6 separate regions of the Sus scrofa genome follow, and all the other regions are linked to region 1. Evidence: chromatin contacts called from public Hi-C, HiChIP or PLAC-seq and promoter capture Hi-C data. All regions are on one chromosome and are shown on one strand. The core of a region is the stretch at or near the end of the contact, and the rest is flanking DNA. Distances in the headings are between cores, read along the strand shown. Region 1 holds the start of CSK (c-src tyrosine kinase). Region 2 holds the start of ARID3B (AT-rich interactive domain-containing protein 3B). Region 3 holds the start of SCAMP5 (secretory carrier-associated membrane protein 5). Region 4 holds the start of RPP25 (ribonuclease P protein subunit p25). Region 5 holds the start of LOC100156967 (cytochrome c oxidase subunit 5A, mitochondrial). Region 6 overlaps EDC3 (enhancer of mRNA-decapping protein 3).

What was found. Promoter capture Hi-C pulls out the DNA fragments that hold promoters and counts their contacts. A called contact is a pair of places that touch in the nucleus more often than the background predicts. HiChIP or PLAC-seq counts read pairs in DNA pulled down with a chosen protein or histone mark.
Region 2: an H3K27ac HiChIP or PLAC-seq map of alveolar macrophages shows a contact between it and region 1. The contact joins the promoter of ARID3B here to the promoter of CSK in region 1. A contact is called at or near these places in 1 of 5 promoter capture datasets (liver), 2 of 47 Hi-C or Micro-C datasets (embryonic fibroblasts and liver) and 2 of 2 datasets of contacts at active chromatin or transcription factors (alveolar macrophages and skeletal muscle).
Region 3: an H3K27ac HiChIP or PLAC-seq map of skeletal muscle shows a contact between it and region 1, with 4 times the contacts expected there. The contact joins the promoter of SCAMP5 here to the promoter of CSK in region 1. A contact is called at or near these places in 2 of 5 promoter capture datasets (fetal liver and liver), 2 of 47 Hi-C or Micro-C datasets (embryonic fibroblasts and retroperitoneal adipose tissue) and 2 of 2 datasets of contacts at active chromatin or transcription factors (alveolar macrophages and skeletal muscle).
Region 4: a contact with region 1 is called in a Hi-C map of skeletal muscle, with 3 times the contacts expected there. The contact joins the promoter of RPP25 here to the promoter of CSK in region 1. A contact is called at or near these places in 3 of 5 promoter capture datasets (fetal skeletal muscle, liver and skeletal muscle), 5 of 47 Hi-C or Micro-C datasets (blood, heart right ventricle, skeletal muscle and 2 more) and 2 of 2 datasets of contacts at active chromatin or transcription factors (alveolar macrophages and skeletal muscle).
Region 5: a Hi-C map of skeletal muscle shows a contact between it and region 1, with 4 times the contacts expected there. The contact joins the promoter of LOC100156967 here to the promoter of CSK in region 1. A contact is called at or near these places in 2 of 5 promoter capture datasets (fetal liver and liver), 7 of 47 Hi-C or Micro-C datasets (alveolar macrophages, blood, fetal heart ventricle and 3 more) and 2 of 2 datasets of contacts at active chromatin or transcription factors (alveolar macrophages and skeletal muscle).
Region 6: a promoter capture Hi-C map of fetal liver shows a contact between it and region 1, with 5 times the contacts expected there. The contact joins the enhancer-like site here to the promoter of CSK in region 1. A contact is called at or near these places in 3 of 5 promoter capture datasets (fetal liver, fetal skeletal muscle and liver), 28 of 47 Hi-C or Micro-C datasets (adipose tissue, alveolar macrophages, blood and 17 more) and 2 of 2 datasets of contacts at active chromatin or transcription factors (alveolar macrophages and skeletal muscle).

What each region holds. Positions count from the first base shown.
Region 1 is chr7:58,753,633-58,756,334 of Sscrofa11.1, reverse strand. CSK (c-src tyrosine kinase) reads left to right here and starts at 1,301. Exons shown (of 13, transcript NM_001190173.1): 1 at 1,301-1,675.
Region 2 is chr7:58,997,382-59,000,083 of Sscrofa11.1, reverse strand. ARID3B (AT-rich interactive domain-containing protein 3B) reads left to right here and starts at 1,377. Exons shown (of 11, transcript XM_021099056.1): 1 at 1,377-1,510.
Region 3 is chr7:58,576,509-58,579,210 of Sscrofa11.1, reverse strand. SCAMP5 (secretory carrier-associated membrane protein 5) reads left to right here and starts at 1,317. Exons shown (of 7, transcript XM_001924572.4): 1 at 1,317-1,487.
Region 4 is chr7:58,604,505-58,607,206 of Sscrofa11.1, reverse strand. RPP25 (ribonuclease P protein subunit p25) reads right to left here and starts at 1,357. Exons shown (of 1, transcript XM_001927117.5): 1 at 1-1,357.
Region 5 is chr7:58,621,599-58,624,300 of Sscrofa11.1, reverse strand. LOC100156967 (cytochrome c oxidase subunit 5A, mitochondrial) reads right to left here and starts at 1,332. Exons shown (of 5, transcript XM_005666147.2): 1 at 1,060-1,332. The coding sequence starts at 1,165.
Region 6 is chr7:58,883,044-58,885,745 of Sscrofa11.1, reverse strand. All of the region lies in intron 4 of EDC3 (enhancer of mRNA-decapping protein 3), which reads right to left. Among named protein-coding and RNA genes, the nearest start is that of CLK3, 25 kb to the left of the region's middle. Within about 2 kb of position 1,350, at least 21 of the 83 cell types and tissues checked have an H3K27ac peak or open chromatin away from gene starts, as enhancers often do. A contact at or near this core is called in adipose tissue, fetal liver, fetal skeletal muscle and 1 more, where this site is marked.

The DNA of each region.
Region 1 (2,702 bases), core at 52-2,551:
TCTGGTCTTTCCACCATCACTGCCCTGCCCCCAAAACTGTATGCTCCCCCCCCCCCCCACATGCACATCAGCTCCTGTAGCTCAGAGCAGATGACATCCTGTTAACTGTAATATATAATAACAGGCAATACTTGGCTAAGGACTGACCATGTGCCTGCCACTGCATGCTAAGCTCTTTAAATGTATTAACTCATTTCCTCCCCACAAAACCTTAAGAAGTTGGTGCTGTTACTTTCCCTGTTTGGTAAACTAGAGCCCAGAGAGGTTAAGTAACTTTCCCAAGGTCACATAGCTACTGACAACTTCCTCATTGCTGCCAGGCTTTTCGAAAACAAAGTCCAAGAAAAGTCCCATCAGTCTTTTTGGATCTCTTTTGTCTCCGCGGCTGTCGGGGACGCCATCTCCCAGGACTCTCCTGGACCCACACTGCAAACTGCAGCCATACTGAGCTATTTACAGTTCCCAGAGCCACCAAATGGCTCTCACCTCTCCCTACCTTTGTCCATGCTGTTCCTTCTGCCTGGGGTCCCAGCTTTATGAAGATTGCCCATTACCCTTCCCTCTTTTCTGCTTCTTGTGGACCTGTACACACTTCTTCACTTTTATCAATTATTTCTTAGCGCTTGTCTGCTGGCCTGCCAGTTCTGGGAACTCCTTGGCAGTAATGAAGCGGTCTTCATTACAGGGCCTGTCGCAACATCAGCGCCAGGAAACACCTATGAATGAATGAATGCTGCTGCGAGCGAGACCCATTCTCCACAAAAAGATACGAGAAGAAGGAGGTCGCTTCTGCATAGGGAGAGCTGTTCCCCAGGGAAGTTTTGGCGTTTGCTCCAAGGCGGACTGTTCGGCCCTCAGTGAGGGACCTTCTGAAGCCTTCGACGCGGGCGGGCAGGTGGGGGCAGGGCTTGGGCGCGGACACACCCCCCGCAGTGCCCCGGGATCCCGACAGAGGGCGCTGTCCTCCCGCCAGCCCACGCCCCGCCGTGCTCCCGGCTGGCTCCCTCGCGCAGGCGCGCTGCCGCGGGCGGAGGATCCGGGGCCGCGCTTCCTCTCGCCAGGCCTGCGAGCTTCCTCCCAGCGGAGCCCAGGGCGAGCCGAGCTTGGCCGCCGCCGCTGAGACCGCCGCCGCCCTCTCGCTCCCGCCCCACCCCGCACCCTGTCCGGAGGTCCTGCCGGGGTGGGGTCCGAGCTGGGCCATCGCCCGGCAGCGCCGCCGTCGGGGCTATCCCCCGGCCAGCCGTCCCTCCCGCTCCAGGCAGCCTCTGGCCGCAGGAGTCTCCGGGGCGTGGAACGTGGAGAGACCCTGCGGCCCCCGAGCCAGCGTCCGGGGCAGCCCGGGGCAGCCGGCGCGACGTCCCCAGATCGAGCCTTGGTGTCGGCGTTTGGAAGCGGAACTCTGCCGGGGCCTCACCGGCTACATTGTTTCCTCCCCCTGAGTCCCTCCCGCCCCCCTTCCCCCGCCTTTCTTCCCTCCCCGACCCGGGCCGCGCAGCCATCCCCCTGCCTCTGTCTGGCCGTCCTTCCTCCCCCTCCTTTCGCACCCAGACCTCTTTGTACCGCACCCCCCGGGGACCCCTGCGCCCCTCCCTTCTCGGCTGGCCGCATGGACCGTCCCGCAGGCCGCTGATGCTGCCCGCAGCGAGGTGGCCCGGACCGCAGTGCCCCGAAAAAGGTGAGTGTCTGGCAGGCCCTGAAGGAGGTGGGCGTCCGAGTGCTTCCCAAGGGGAAGACGGGTGGAGGTTGTACGTCCCGCTTCTGTTGCTTCTGTTGCAGCTGCCGTGGCGTCCACACCCATCCCCCACTCCCTTACCCCCTCCTTCCCGGGTTCGAAATCTCCCGGGAGTCACTGTCAGCCCGTCTGGGAGGGGGGCTCACGAGGGAGGTACTGCCCTCCCAGCCCCTCAGACTTGTCTCAGGCCACCCGGAGTCTGTCCTTTCCCCGTATTGGGGCTGGCTGGAGCGGAGGGGAAGGGGTCAGCGTGGACCAGAGCCCAGGAGAATGGGCTGTTTGCCATTCCCTGCCCAGGGCCTCCCTGCAGGCCTGCAGGTTTTTTGGCCTGCCTGGTTCTGACCCCTCCTTCATTCCCTCTGCGGAGGCCCAGGGTCCAGCCGCCTCCCTTGAGCCTGCCAGAGGTTGAGCTTATCATCTTCGGACTTTTAGAAGACCAGGCCTAAGCCCAGGGACATCTGACCCTTGGGTGGGAAACTAGGCAGGGCCTCTGGCCTCGGTGGAGGTGACACTGGGCATTAGGAGGTGGGTCCCCACCTCCTAGCGTCCTGGTCAGCCCTTTCTGTTCTCCCAGGCTCGTTGGAGGCCAGGCCAGTTGTCAGGAAGGGGTGTGTCCAGCTACCAGATCCTTGGAGCTTAACTAAGGGTTCACCTCCCCTCCCATTTTGTAGGCTGGGGGGCTGAGGCTCAAAGGGGGAAGTTGCTATCCCAGGCCTTTGGCAGAGTTAGGCTGTCTGTCCCTCCGTCATCCATCCCCTCCCACCACCACCCCACAACACCTGGACTGCTATGGGTACAGGGAAACCAGGCATAAGCCTTTACCCACTGGGGCCATAAGCCCCCAGCCTGGCCCATGGGACCTTGTGGGGTGAGCACGTGCTCCCCTGCAGAGGGCTAGAGAGGAGGGAGAGGGCTTCCGGTGACGGTTCTGCCTGGGTCTGGGCTCAGACCGAATCAGCACTGCCCATGG
Region 2 (2,702 bases), core at 128-2,627, 240 kb before region 1:
GTGACAAGGTCCAGGTTTCTGACTGGGATTGGGGGGCTAATGTAAGGGATGAGGCCCGCATGTGAAATGGGTTGTCCACATTGACTGAAATGATCAAGATGGAAGATGGTTAGAGGAAAGTAAGACAAGGAGCTGGGTGAACAAATTAGCAGATGGTCTCCTCTCTACAGAGGAGTGTCTTAAGAAGTAAGCATCAGATAACATATTACTATAAATAAAATAGATAACCAACAACGGCCTACTGTATAGCACAGGGAACCATACAAACTCTTTCATAAAAACCTATAAAGGAAAAGAATCTGAAAAAGAAAACATACATATACACGTAACTGAATTACTGTGCTGTACATCTGAAACTAATACAACATTGTAAATTAACTGTACTTCAATTAAAAAATAATAAAATGAAAAAATTAAGTCTAGGCGTTCCCCAGTTGATCAGCAGGTTAAGGATCCTGTGTTGTCACTGCTATGGCTCAAGTCACTGCCATGGCACAGGTTTGATATCTTGCCCAGGGAACTTCCAAACTCTGCGAATGCAACCAAAAAAATTTTAAAAAAAAACCACTTTTTTTCTTTTTAGTGCAGCACTTGCAGCGTATGGAGGAAGTTCCCAGGCTAGGGGTGGAATCAGAGCTGCAGCTGCTGGCCTACACCACAGCTCATGACAACGTGGGATCCTCAACCCACTGAGAGAGGCCAGGGATTGCACAGGCATCCTCATGGATACTAGTTGGGTTCTTAACCTGCTAAGCCACAACAGGGAACTCCAAAAAAATTTTTTTTAAATCTAATTTGTATGATTCACAAAAAGACTAAGCTTCAGAGAAACAAGGGTTTTTACAAAAGGTGGCAGCATTTGTCCCCCACTTTTGGAACCCAGGAAATGAAAATACTAACCCATGTGAGAGGATGCAGCATCCTTACGGGACAGCCAGGTCTCAGTCCAGAGAAGTTCGGAGAAAAGCAGATCCGGAAGCGGGAATCTCAGAAGACCAGTTTGAAAGTGGGAGATTGGGGAAGGGACTAAAGCAGAAGAACATCCTGACAGTCCTTGTCCTTTATTTACCCTACCTACCGCCCGCACTACATCACCCTCCACAACCAGAAAACGCGCAAAAAAGACTAGGCACCCCAGCTGATTTCAACTCCCCGCGAAAGTGCTGACGCCGGAACTCCTGCTTGTCTCCGCTTTCCCATTGGCAGAAGCTTCCGCCAGCTTCAACTCGCTTCCGCCCACGATTCAGTAGGGCGGGGCTGTTCCTAGAAGTCACTTCCGCCCGACCCGCCCATTGTTCCCTTTTTGGCCGCTTCCGGCCTCAGGTCCCGCCCCATCCCTGTGGCCTCGCCCCTTCCCGGCCCGGCAGTCCGGCCCAGCGGTCCCGCTTCCGGTGCGGGCCCCGCCCCGGCTGTGGCCGCCGGCTGCGGAGAAGTACGAAACCCAGCTGCCGAGCCGGGGCCTGAGTGGCCATCTCCTCCAACGACGGCTGACCCGGAGCGCCTGACACAGGTAAGCCGCTCCGGGCTCGGCTCCTTCAGCCTCGGCGGGAGCGGGGGTTGTGGCAGGTGGAGGAGACAGAGGGGTAGGAGGAAAGGCAGGTGTGTAGAGGGAAAACGTGAAGGCGCGGGCAGGCGGAGCGCGGGGGCCGCGGAGGAAAAGTGAGAACGCTGGGAGGAGCCTGGAGGCGCCCTCGCCCATTAGGGTGATTTGAGATAAAGGGATGGGATGAGTAAGGGGCCCCCGGGAACTGAGAGGGTAAGAATAGGTGGGGTTGGAGCGATCTAAGCATAGCCGGCGGATTGGCTGGGAGGTCTTGGTAGAGGTAAAAGTGATAGGGTTGGGTTGGGGGGCTATGAAGAATGGCTGGGATGGGGGGAGGTGTGGGGCTTAAAGGGAGCTGAGGCCAGAGGGATCTGGCAGCAAAGGTAAAAAGAATGGTGGGCAAGGCTGGGTTCAGAGCTGTAAGCAGTCCGTTGCGCCGGACCTGGAGGTCCGGGAACTTTAGGGGAAATGGGAGAGGGGGACGTCTGAAGGGATAGAGTGGTTTATATTTCTGAGACATAACTTTTCTAAAAGTAGGCAGGTAGTATTGTTGTTTGAATCAACTAGCTACTTAGGGACAAGGGGAAGATGGGCTCTTTGGGGGAGGGTGTGTGTATCGAATTGTAGAACTGAGTCATCTCAGTCTTACTAAAGAGGCTGTGAGACACCTCCCCCTCTGCTGGGGACAGCATGCAGGGAAGATGGTGCCATAAGATGAGAAGCAGTTGTTCAATGACGGCAGGACTTGGTTGAAAAATTACCCCACTTGTGATTGATTGCCTAATGTTACTAGGAGAATTAAAATGACCACTGAATTCTTTGTTTTATTCGTTTGTTTACTTTTCTTTGATGCAAGTTATTTTTATTTTAAATGAACATTTTTGGCAGCTGGGTTTATTTAATGCGGGTGTAAATCTTTTCATGCTTTGTTACACTATAAAAAGGGCTATAGCAGAACGAAGTATTGCTTCAGGCATAACTCACACTTTCTAAAGTGCCAGGAGAGGAAGTAAAGACAGAAGCAAATTGGAATTTGAATCTCTCACAGATTGCAAAAGGCAAAAGCGGTGCTCCTAAGATAAGCAGAAAGTGAGAATTTTAAAATTTCTACTTTGCCTAACTTTAAAAGTTGTGCCTTTTTTTTTCTAGCCCATTTAAA
Region 3 (2,702 bases), core at 68-2,567, 180 kb after region 1:
TCCTCAGGGTCCCATTCATCATTTCATTGGGTGCTCTCACAACTCTGTAAATCAGCTAATGCTTGTCTTATAGCAGGATAGAGAGCAGTGACCATACAAATGAACTAGAATCAGGACCAAAAGAAGCCTTGCCTTATGGCCCATGACTCTTCTGTCCTGATGGACACAGATTATGTTTCCTGATTAAAAGTCCACAGCTACTGAGGGTCCCTCCCTTTTCTTGCCTCTCTTGCACTAATTCTCATCTGCCTTTCTTTACTCCTATCCTCTTTCTATCCCAGCTGTGGGAGTGAGGCCCACTCCCAGCAGGCTGGAGACAGACAATGGGCCCTTATTCTGGGCAAAGAATCCCCACAGTGTCTCCCACCCACTGAGGCCCCATTCTAGGCCTAGGATGGTGTGGGTGGAGGGCACTGTGGAGGGCAGGAGCCACTCTGTCTGGCAAGACAGAGGGTGGCGCTGGCTGTAGATATCCGCAGGAGTTTACAATGTAAACATCACTCACAATAAAAGCCTGTCTTTCACTCCCAGCCCCATCTCTCCAAGTGCATCTCTCTCAATCCTCATTAGTTTTGGGTTTTAAACATTTATCCTGGTCTTTAATCACTTTCAGTGTTCATCTCTGCATATCACGATTTCCTTCTTTCTTCCTTCCTTTTTCTGATTCTAAGCCTCCCCTTTCTATTCCTCTGTGTACCTTGTCAAGCCCTATTTTTTACCTCTTTCTCACTTAGTTGTGCTCTCTCTCCTCTGTCATTCCTTGTCTTTTTTCTCTCCAAATCTTCATCTCTCCACGTCTCTCTTTGTGTTTCTATGTCTGTATGTTCATGGCTCTCCGCTCCTGTCTATTTTTTATCTTTTTTGGATCTGTGTGTCCTTGTTTATGTGTCATTTCTGTCTCTTTATGACTCATCTCTGATCTTCCATTCTCTATCCCCTTTCTGTCACCTTAGGGCTGTGGATCCGAAGGCCTTCATCAGTTACCACACTCTCCTGCTCTCAAAGCTCGCTTTCACTCTTCCTTTCTGCTATGTCCCAGCAGCTCCTGGGATCCGCATGGGAAGTTATTCTCCACAGTTTACAGATTTGAAAGCTGAGGTTCTGGTTGTTGGTACCAGACTTCCACTTCTGGGTCTCTTCCTTGACGTCCTCGCCTTGTTCTTTTCCCCTTTGTGCCTGCCGAACACCTGATCCAGCCCTGTCCAGGAACTTAGTGCCTCGGACAGCTCCTGGGAGGTGCAGGGGCAGCCAAGCCTCCTTTCTCGCGAGAACAGGGGAAGCAGCCCTAGAGGAAGCACGAGAATCTCGCGAGAGCGGCTGCTGCAGGCAGGGGCGGCGCGGGCGCGCGCGCGAGGAGCTTGCCTGAGGCTCGCGCGCGCACGCACCCCGCCCCAGCCCTGGAGCGGCTCGCGGCCGGCTCCGCGCCGCATCGCTGGGTTTAGCGCACACAGCGCGGCGGCCTTTCGGCAGCCAAGCGGCAGCGGCGGGTGAGTACCGGGCCTAAAGGCCCAGAGAAAGGCTTTGCAGGGAAGTTGGGCTCAGGGCGAGAGGGGAGTCACCCCATATCCAGCTTTGTACCTCTACACCTCACCTTTGGCTGCAGGGGGCAGGCGGAGCTGAAGAGGTGGAGAGTGGAAGTGACCTTCCCTGCTTGGGGCGGAGGAATAGCGCCCTGGCTGCCCCTTAACCTCCATCATCCCACTCCTGGTTCCCGCAGAGGGAACCCGAGTCTTGGATGACGTAAGACCCCTAGAATCTGGAGCCCGGGCCTTGGGCCCTCCATCCCACCCCCACCCCAGCCCCACCTGGCGTTCCCTGGAAACAGGCTCCCACCTCCTGGGGATGGCGCACTCAGCCTGGGATGGGGGCGCCCGGAGGGAGGGTGACTGTGACCTTCTTTGGGTCCTTCCTCACAAGAGGCGCCTGTAGGTCGACCCAGGTTGTACTTCCTACCCCTCAACCTTTGCCAACCCGAGACAGCGGACCTTTGGACCGCTAGTCTGAGCCGCCGCGGAATTTCATAGGGTGGGTGCATTGGCTTGAGCCAGGGGTCCAGCAGGGGTTTGGGATAGTGTGTTGGGGACGCTGGATGAAGCTTATTCTAACAGTGACAGGAGTCGGTCACGCGGCTGGGGGTGAGCTGTTTGGGAACCCATCCCTGTCTCTGCCTCTGGGAGTTTCAGATCCAGTGGTTGAGAAAACCAAATAGAGTGAGAATTCGCTATCTCAGGCGGTTCAAACCGGTAATGCCCCAACTGCGGGATGAGGTGTTTAGGGAGGGCAAGGCCGACTTTTCCCGTGGACGCCATGAACACAAGGAAAATGGGAGGCAAGAGCCAGGCTTCTTGGAGGAGGTGAGATTTGGATGAGAGGAAGGATAAGAGAGGGGATTTCTGGGGAACAGTCTGGGCAAAGGCATAGAGGTGGGAACTAAGCATAGCTTTGGGGAGCCTGGCCTGTGAGCCCAGCCACGTGATGGTGCCCATGGTGTGGGAGAGTATGGAGAATTTTGCAGTCTGTGCCCTACCTGTTCTGCTTCCAAGAGGCAAGCTTCTGAAAGAGGGAAATTGTTCTTGCAGGGGCATGACTGGCAGAGAGGTTTTGTTAGGGGCTGCACAGATCTTGTTAGTTGAGATTTGATCTGGGTTTGATGAGCTTGAGTTGCTAAGAGAGGACTGTTTCTGGTCATTGGGCCACAGGAA
Region 4 (2,702 bases), core at 108-2,607, 150 kb after region 1:
AAACCCAGGGATGACCCATTACCGCGCCGTGGGAGTGACTGCAGGAGGCGAACCTTTGAGCCCCACCGTACGAATGACCAACGCCCTTCTCGGATCTATTGCTCGCCCTCTGGGATCAGGGGCCCTCGAGGTCGCGTTCTGCTCCAAACCTGTACTTCCACCCCGCCCCAGCTCCCAGAGGCCCCTCTAGGAACAGCCCTAGGAGTCGGAGACACAGTAGTCTGAAGAAGACACAACAGTCTGCAGCGCGTGGCAGGGCGCAGGGAACCTCAGGCCCTGTAAGACTAGGGCAGTTGTGGGACTTAAAGAGCATCAGTTTCGTTAGGCCTGAGAAAAAGTCCCAAAATGGCTGGAATCTATGTTCGAACGGGCTGATAAGCGCAGAAGCGAGCTCTCCACCCACGGGAGTATGCGAGCCAAGGCTGAACGTTCACTTTGAAGGGATCACGCAGGGGTCTACGATTCGGAGGCAGGGGCCAGGAGTTTACGTCGGGTGAGGATAAGACCGTTCTGCGTTTGCCTTTGCTCTGAGCTGGCGCTAGAAAGCGCCGCCCCGCGGTCCCCCTCCACTGGCGCCAGCTGTAGAAGACTCGATTCACTTCGTTCCGCAGTCAGTGAAGGGAGACCGGGGAAAAAGGCCCGCGCCCCCTCCCGCCGCTCCCCTCCTTTTCCCAGCTCCCTCTGCAGCACTTAAAATGTAAATGTACATCGTGATTAGCCGCCGGGTCGCTAATTACCGCTGAAGCCATTCATTACTCTGACAGCGTGCGTTGCAGCCCGCCGGCTGTGCGCTCCTGTGGGGCCGCGGAGTGGCAGGACCGGGTGCGGAGCGAAGAGGGGGAGGAGATCGCGGGCAGGGGAGCGGAAAGATTCGAGTGGGGGGGCAGCGAATGAGTGGAGCGACGCTGGCAGGCCAGAAGCTAGGGCGGGAGAGGGGACAAAATGCTGGACGGTGACGTGCGGGGGCCGGGAGAGGCGAGGTTTGCCCAGGGCTGTTAGGAAAGAAGGCGAAGGAGCCGTAGCAAGGATAGCAGAGAAAGGGGGCGCTATGAGCGAGAAAACCGAGACGAGGAGCGAGGCGACGGCAGGATACTCTGGGGTCGGCTGGGAAGGGAGTAGAGGGCTCAGCTCTGGGAAGGTGGATAAATAAATTTGAGCATCTGTGGTGCACACTCTGCGACAGTTAGAAACATGGAAAAACAGTCAAGACTTTCTGTTGAATGAACTGGGTACCAGCTATCCACACAGTAGGACAAGTATTTTTTAAGCTAGGGAGTGAGGAATCTATTTCTGTGTGCACGTTTATAGATGTAAATGTATTTTTAAAATAACTGCAAGAAAACAGCACACTTCATCTGTTACCTCTGAAGCTGCATTTTGTTGGCCTCTCTAAGGAAAGAACTACTAAGTATGAATATAAAATTAAGCCCAGAGTTTTGAAATAGCCTTTGTTAAGTGAGGTCCTGACCTTGCGCCTGAGGTTCATTAACTTCTTTTCACCTCTGTGATTTGGGCATTTTTTTTTTTTTTTCTATTTTGGCCTCCCCTCGGCATATGGAGTTCCCTGGGACCAGGGATCAGGTCCTAGTGGCAATTGCGACCTTCTCCAGTGCTGCAGCAACAACGCTGGATCCTTTTATCCATTGCGTGGGGGGGAGGGGCAGGGCAGAAATCGAACCCGCAACCTGGTGCTTTGTGCCAGACCCTGTACTATGCGCTCACCTGTACTAACTCATTTCATACAACAATGAAACCACTACCCATTTCGTAAGTCAGGTAGAGCCAGATCCAGAGTCTGTCTGGCTCCAGAGTCTGTTCTGTTCTTTTTTTTTTCTTTTTTTCCCTCCCCCTCAACCTCCCTCTCTGGCAACCACCAATCTCTTCTCTGTATCTACAAGTTAAGTTCTGTTGTTGTTTTTAGATTCCACATATAAGTGAGATCATACATTATTTATCTTTATTTCACTTAACATCATGTATGTATACATACATAACACACAATAGAATATTATACATACACACACACCACATCTTCTTTATTCTTTTATATGTCAATGGACACTTAGGTTGCTGTCATGTTTTAGCTATTATAAATAATTCTGCAGTGAACATAGGGAGGCATATGTCTTTTAGAATTAATGCTTTCATTTTCTTTAGAAAATACCCAGGGTATGGGAGTTCCCGTCGCAGTGCAGCGGTTAACGAATCCGACCAGGACCCATGAGGTTGCGGGTTCGATCCCTGGCCTTGCTCAGTGGGTTAAGGATCCAGCGTTGCCGTGAGCTGTGGTGTAGGTCGCAGACATGGCTCGGATCCCTCGTTGCTATGGCTCTGGCATAGGCCGGTGGCTACAGCTCCGATTAGACCCCTAGCCTGGGAACCTCCATATGCCGTGGGAGCGGCTCAAGAAAAAGGCAAAAAGACAAAAAAAAAAAAAAAAAAAAAAGAAAGAAAGAAAATACCCAGGGTAGAATTGCTGGATCATACGGTAATTCTATTTTTAATTTTTTTTCTTCTGTCATTTTAGGGCTGCGCCCACAGCATATGGAAGTTCCCAGGCTAGGGGTTGAATTGGAGCTACAGCTGCCGGCCTACACCACAGCCACAGCAACGCAGGATCTGAGCTGCATCTGCAACCCATACCACAGCTCACGGCAATGCTGAATCCTTAACCCACTGATTGAGGTCAGGGATCGAACCCA
Region 5 (2,702 bases), core at 83-2,582, 130 kb after region 1:
CTCCTTAGGTTCTGAAGCGCTAGTTAAATAGTCAAAAGAACAACACTATTAGTTTTGAGTTTGAGTGCATGTTTAAATTTTATAACGTTAGCATATGCTACCGTCACGCACCAAGATCAAAGCGCAGTTACAAGAAATGGGCACAACACTGTGAGCCAACTATATTCCAATAAATTTTTTAAAGTGCATTTACAATAATTAAAAGTTCAGTGCTGGACACAAAGTCTCCTGGAACACATATTAAGCAGAAGGCAAAATAAGAGACAGAAATCAGCAGAACATCTCATACTCCAGCAACCAGACTTCTAGCCGGAAGCACAAATAAAAAATAAAACTTCTCCAAGTTTGTAGGACCCAGGACTCCTGGGTCTGTGGTACCCCGTTTTCCAAACAGTAATATTCTTATCCTAAGACCTATCAAGTCAGGCTCTCTTCCAGACCTCAGGAAACAACCACATACACTGATCTAATGTAAAGATGGAAGAATTAAAACATGGCACAACAGTGTCTAAAAATAAAAGAACGGCTGGAGAAAGTGACACACAAAACGGTAACGAGAAATGCCTGATGAAAAGACTACACTGTGTCCCAGTCACGGAAGTATAAAGTGTTCTCGGAAGAGGCTGCGGGCGGCGGTGCCAGGGTCCCCGGAGGGGCCACTCCCGCCTTCTACCCTGAGCTCAATGTCACCTTCGCGGAAGCGCTGCAGGCCGGCGGTAGCCACTCCCAGTCAGTGGCCGCAGGATCAACGCCAGGGCACGGTCATGGCCCGGGGACCGAAGAGGTCCAGTGGGCGCGGGAGGTGCACCCACAGCAGGTCCACGCTCGACCGGTCCGCGGTGCCCGCACCAGGAAGTCGCGCCAAGGGAGGACCCCGGGACGCGCCCTCGAGTCCTCCACAACTCGGCGGCGGCGGGAATGGCTAGCGGTCCTCAGGTTCGGCCGTCGGCCCGCAGGGCAGGGGCTAGGCCTCTGGGCGAGCCTGCCCTCGCATGGCGGCGGGGGCCCAGGTCACCACAAGGACACGCGGGCGCGGACAGTGGCAGGCGGGAGCCTTACCGGCGGCGGGGCCGGGGGTCGGAGTGGGGTGCAGAAGGCCTCGAGGGCTGGCCCGGGCGACTGCGGCTGCTGCTACGGAGCAGCGGCGAACAGCGGCGCCTAGCATGACGGCGATGGCGGCGCGCAGGTTAACGCTAAGGCAAAGCCGGGTGTGAGCTCAAGGGCCGCTTCGAAGCTCGTGGGGGCCGAACTCACGCACCGACGCAGGGCGGGCGGAGCGTGGAGGCCCTCCCACTGCGGCGCTCGCGCCTAGGCGGAAAGGGGCCACACGCGGCCGCAGGCGGCCTACGGCGGCGCGTTCAGGACAAACCATTTCGGCGCCGCGCCCCGCCCCGCCGCCCGGGTCTGGGCGTGGACCAGATCTGCTATTGTGGAGCTAGGATGGTAGGATGGCAGAGGACAGCAGTGGACAGGCTCGAGAGGCGACTCCAGCACCTCAAAATGGGAACGATAACAATAATAACGACAAATTATAATAAAAATATCTTTTTTGTTTACCACCTGGTGTGAGCCTACAATAAGAGAACAAGTGGGGGCAAAACAACTGCTTGTGTATAAGATCTTATTAGCAACTAATCTTTTTTTTTTTTTTTTGCTTTTTAGGGCCGCACCTGCAACATAATGGAAGTTTCCAGGCTAAGGGTGGAATTGGAGCTGTAGCCGCCAGCCTATGCTGCAGCCATAGCAACGCCAGATCCTAGCGGCGTCTGCAACCTACACCATGGCTCACCGCAACGCCGGATCCTTAACCCACTGAGTGAGGCCAGGGATGGAACCCTCAACCTCATGGTTACTAGTCGGATTATTTTCCCCTGCGCCATAACAGGGATCAACAGCAATATTCCTGTATAACAAATCCGCAAGCATTAGGAAATGAGTGGAGGAGCTCCCGCTGGGGCGCCACAGGCGGGATTGGCCGTGTCTTGGGAGCTCTGAGACCAGGGTTCCATCCCCTGCCACGCATAGTGGGTTAAGGACCCGGTGTTGCCGCAGCTACGACTTGAGTGGCGATTACCTTGGAATCTGTTCCCTGGCCCAGGATCTCCATATGCCACGGGGCGGCCAAAAATTGGAAAAAAAATATGAGTGCAATCACTTTACAGAGAAGGAAACAGCCTCAGAAATTAGATTTCTTGCAGGCAATTGACTCTCTTTTCACCAAATCCCCAGTTCCAGGACTCACCTGGATGTTTCTGGGGAAACCACCACTTCCAGTCCCTACAGGAAGGGGTCGATTAAATCCCAAGACTCTTAATATCAAATCTGGCCTCAGTAACTGCATTCTGATTTTGAGCTCCTGGGCAGTGGGCCTGCTTGCCCCAGGCCTGAATTATCTCGCAGCCACCAAGAGTTAAGTAGTAAAGATTCTTGACTTGTAATCACTCATTCTCTATCCCTGGACCCACTGAAGAAAGAAAAGATGGATATTCAGCTCCTCTTCCTCACTCCAGGCTCTGTCTCCAGAAAATCAGTGTTGATCTCTTTTTCTTCCCTAGCAGTGTGGCCTTAGGAGGTATGAATCTGGCTGGGAAACGGATAAAAAAGCTTTTCTCAAAGCACCTGTCCTCTGAGAGTTCCCTTGCAGCATAGTGGGTTAAGGAGCTGGATGTTATCACTGCAGTGGTTTGAGTCACTGCTATGGT
Region 6 (2,702 bases), core at 101-2,600, 130 kb before region 1:
AGCAAGCTCTGCCAAAGAGCCCCATCTGGCCTCACTGGCTGACCAAGAAACACGGATTTCAACCAGCAGGTCATTATGGGCCAGCATGTAACTAGTCTTGTCTGGCTGGACCACACGCCTTTTTAGATCCTGTATCCTCATTTACACTGGATTGAAAACTCCTCAAAGTAGGGAATTGTACTTCCTCAGCCCCCACCTCAGTTACACTGTCTTAGCTGTATTTATCTATCAACAGAGGCAATTTCTTATCAGGTACGCAAATGTATGAATGATGCAAACCTACTGCTATTTCTGGTGTGGCTTAACTCTAAGGCAGATGTTTTCAGAAAGTTCATCATCATCCTATTGGCTTCAAAGTCCTGTACAGAAAAACTTCTTTTCCTCACTGATCACTTCAGGAGAAATGTCTTGCGGTTCTATCTGGTGTCTAATGCTGCTATATTATATAGATTCTTAAAACCACACACAATTAGGCTGCGGCTGTACATTTTAACAACAGGTATACAAGCACAATGACTGAACTTAAAGCACCCCGGTCTGTATCTTCTCAAGAGAAGGCAAAATAACAATCATGTAATAACAAAATAAAAACCATCTACATGTCAGAATTAACACTATCCTGTTGGTCAACTGATCCCCTCCACCTGAGTCCTACCCCCGCTTGGGGCAGAAACAGCAAAAAGTGCCATCACAAGCTTTGCCTCTCCTTCACCCTTTCAGAAATGTCAGTCACTGATGTCCCAGGTGCCGATGCTGGCAGCTGTAGTCTGACCTTGCATGTCAAAAGCTGATTAAAACAGCCATTTTTTATGGCCTGCTCCAGACATGCACATATTATCAGAACTAATTAGGAACCACTGATAGCATTGTGAAAAAGCTGAATGAATTCTCAAGAGTCCCAGCTACTAACAACCCTAAACCTGTTAGACAAGTCACGCACCTGCCTACTTCAAAGACTGTCTTCACCTGCAGAGTCACGCAAGGGAGAGCTTCCCCTTGGGTCTGGGCATTGCTTCCCCTACTTACTCCTTTTCTGCTGAATTTGAAACAGGTCAGGGCTGTGAGTCTTGGGCCTGCCGCCCCACAAATCAAACTTTCTTTCTGGGCCTAGGTCTTGTGCCGTGTGTACAGGCACCCACTCTCTAGTTCTAAGGGCTCCGTGGGGGCAGGCTGAGCATTTCCTGCTACTTTTCTCCTCACAGTCCTTAAGGGTATAAAACTCAAGGTACAGACCCCGCTCTGGCTGGCTAGTGCTGCAGCTGGAAACAGCGTCTGCTATATTGCACTGATTTGGGCTGGGGGGAGGGGCCTCTGTGATGAATTGGCATGTTTTGCAGCTTAGGGAAAGACAAGGCCAGAAATGCTTTCTGTTCAGTCTGCCAGTTGCAGGGTCTAGGACTCCACTGCACTCTGTTTCTCTGAAAGGAACATGCAAGCACCACAAAATGTTCCTTTTCAACAACAGTTACACACAAAGCCAACCAGTCAGACGGGCTTATCAGAAAGAGGCAGAGGGAATAAAATAAACTCCAAAGGAAGGGAACCAAGAACATAGCGTGTAAAGTGCAAACAATAACATCGCCAAAGCCTGAACATGGGCCAAGCCTAATTATGTTTGGGTTGGAAGGTGGATCTTTATTGTTTGGGAACCAAGGCAGTAAAATCAGTTGTTAGGGCTTCTCTTAATATTAATATGTATTTTACAGCTGTTGGTGAAACAGGAGAGAGAGATAATTATAGCCCGTTCGTGACAAGCAGAACACTTCTTAGGATCTGATTAACCTCAGGGTATCAAGAAAAACGGCTTAAGCACACCCAGCACAGGCCAGGACAATCATTCCACAGCTTGAGGCAGGGCCATAGAGCCTGTGGCCCAGCACTACAGACTGTCCCTCCCACGTGTCTTGGCCACTCCTGCATTGATTCTTCTATCTGACTATTTCAGGCCTTTCTCTCCCCAGTGGACACCTGTGCACGTTCTCACATCCTCCCTTGCACCTCCCCACACTCAAGACACCCTCCAGAGCTGCATCTAAGCCTTCCCCAGTAACCTCAAAATCCCTCCCCTGTCCTGCAAACCTCCCGGCCTTTGCGTTGTCTAACAAGACTCCCACAACAAAATGGCATCGCAAATCCAAACTCAATCCTCATAGTGACATGGCCTTTTAATTGGAAAGGCTGTGTGTGTCCTATGTCTTAGCAATGAGGAGCACAACTCAGTAAAGGGCACAGGTATTCCTCTAGGATCGTGAATTCCTCATATTGGTTCTTTGGGGGGGGGTATAAAACCACTGGTAAATTCATATCTTCAGACCCACAATGTACATACAGCCCTTATAGACTTAAATTAAATCTACCACAAAACTCAATTTGGTGTCAGGAATATCTCTGAAACAAGAATTGGTTACAAGAAACCTAACTACTCTTAAAACTCTATTAGGGTCCATAAGGCCTCCCATGATCTGGCCCCTGTACACTATTTAGCCTCTTTGCCTTGGACCTCAATCCCCACATGCTCCAGGAATCTTGGCTGCCTTCTGTTTCCAAGTACTCTGGGGGTCTTCTGGCCTCAGAAAGCATGGCCCCTCAAAAGCCTTCCCTCCTCAGGCACTCTTCTCTCTTCCAACGCTCCCCCACCCCACACAGGGCTAGTTCCTCATTCTTTAGGCTCAATTTAAACATCCCTCAGACTCAGCATGCTG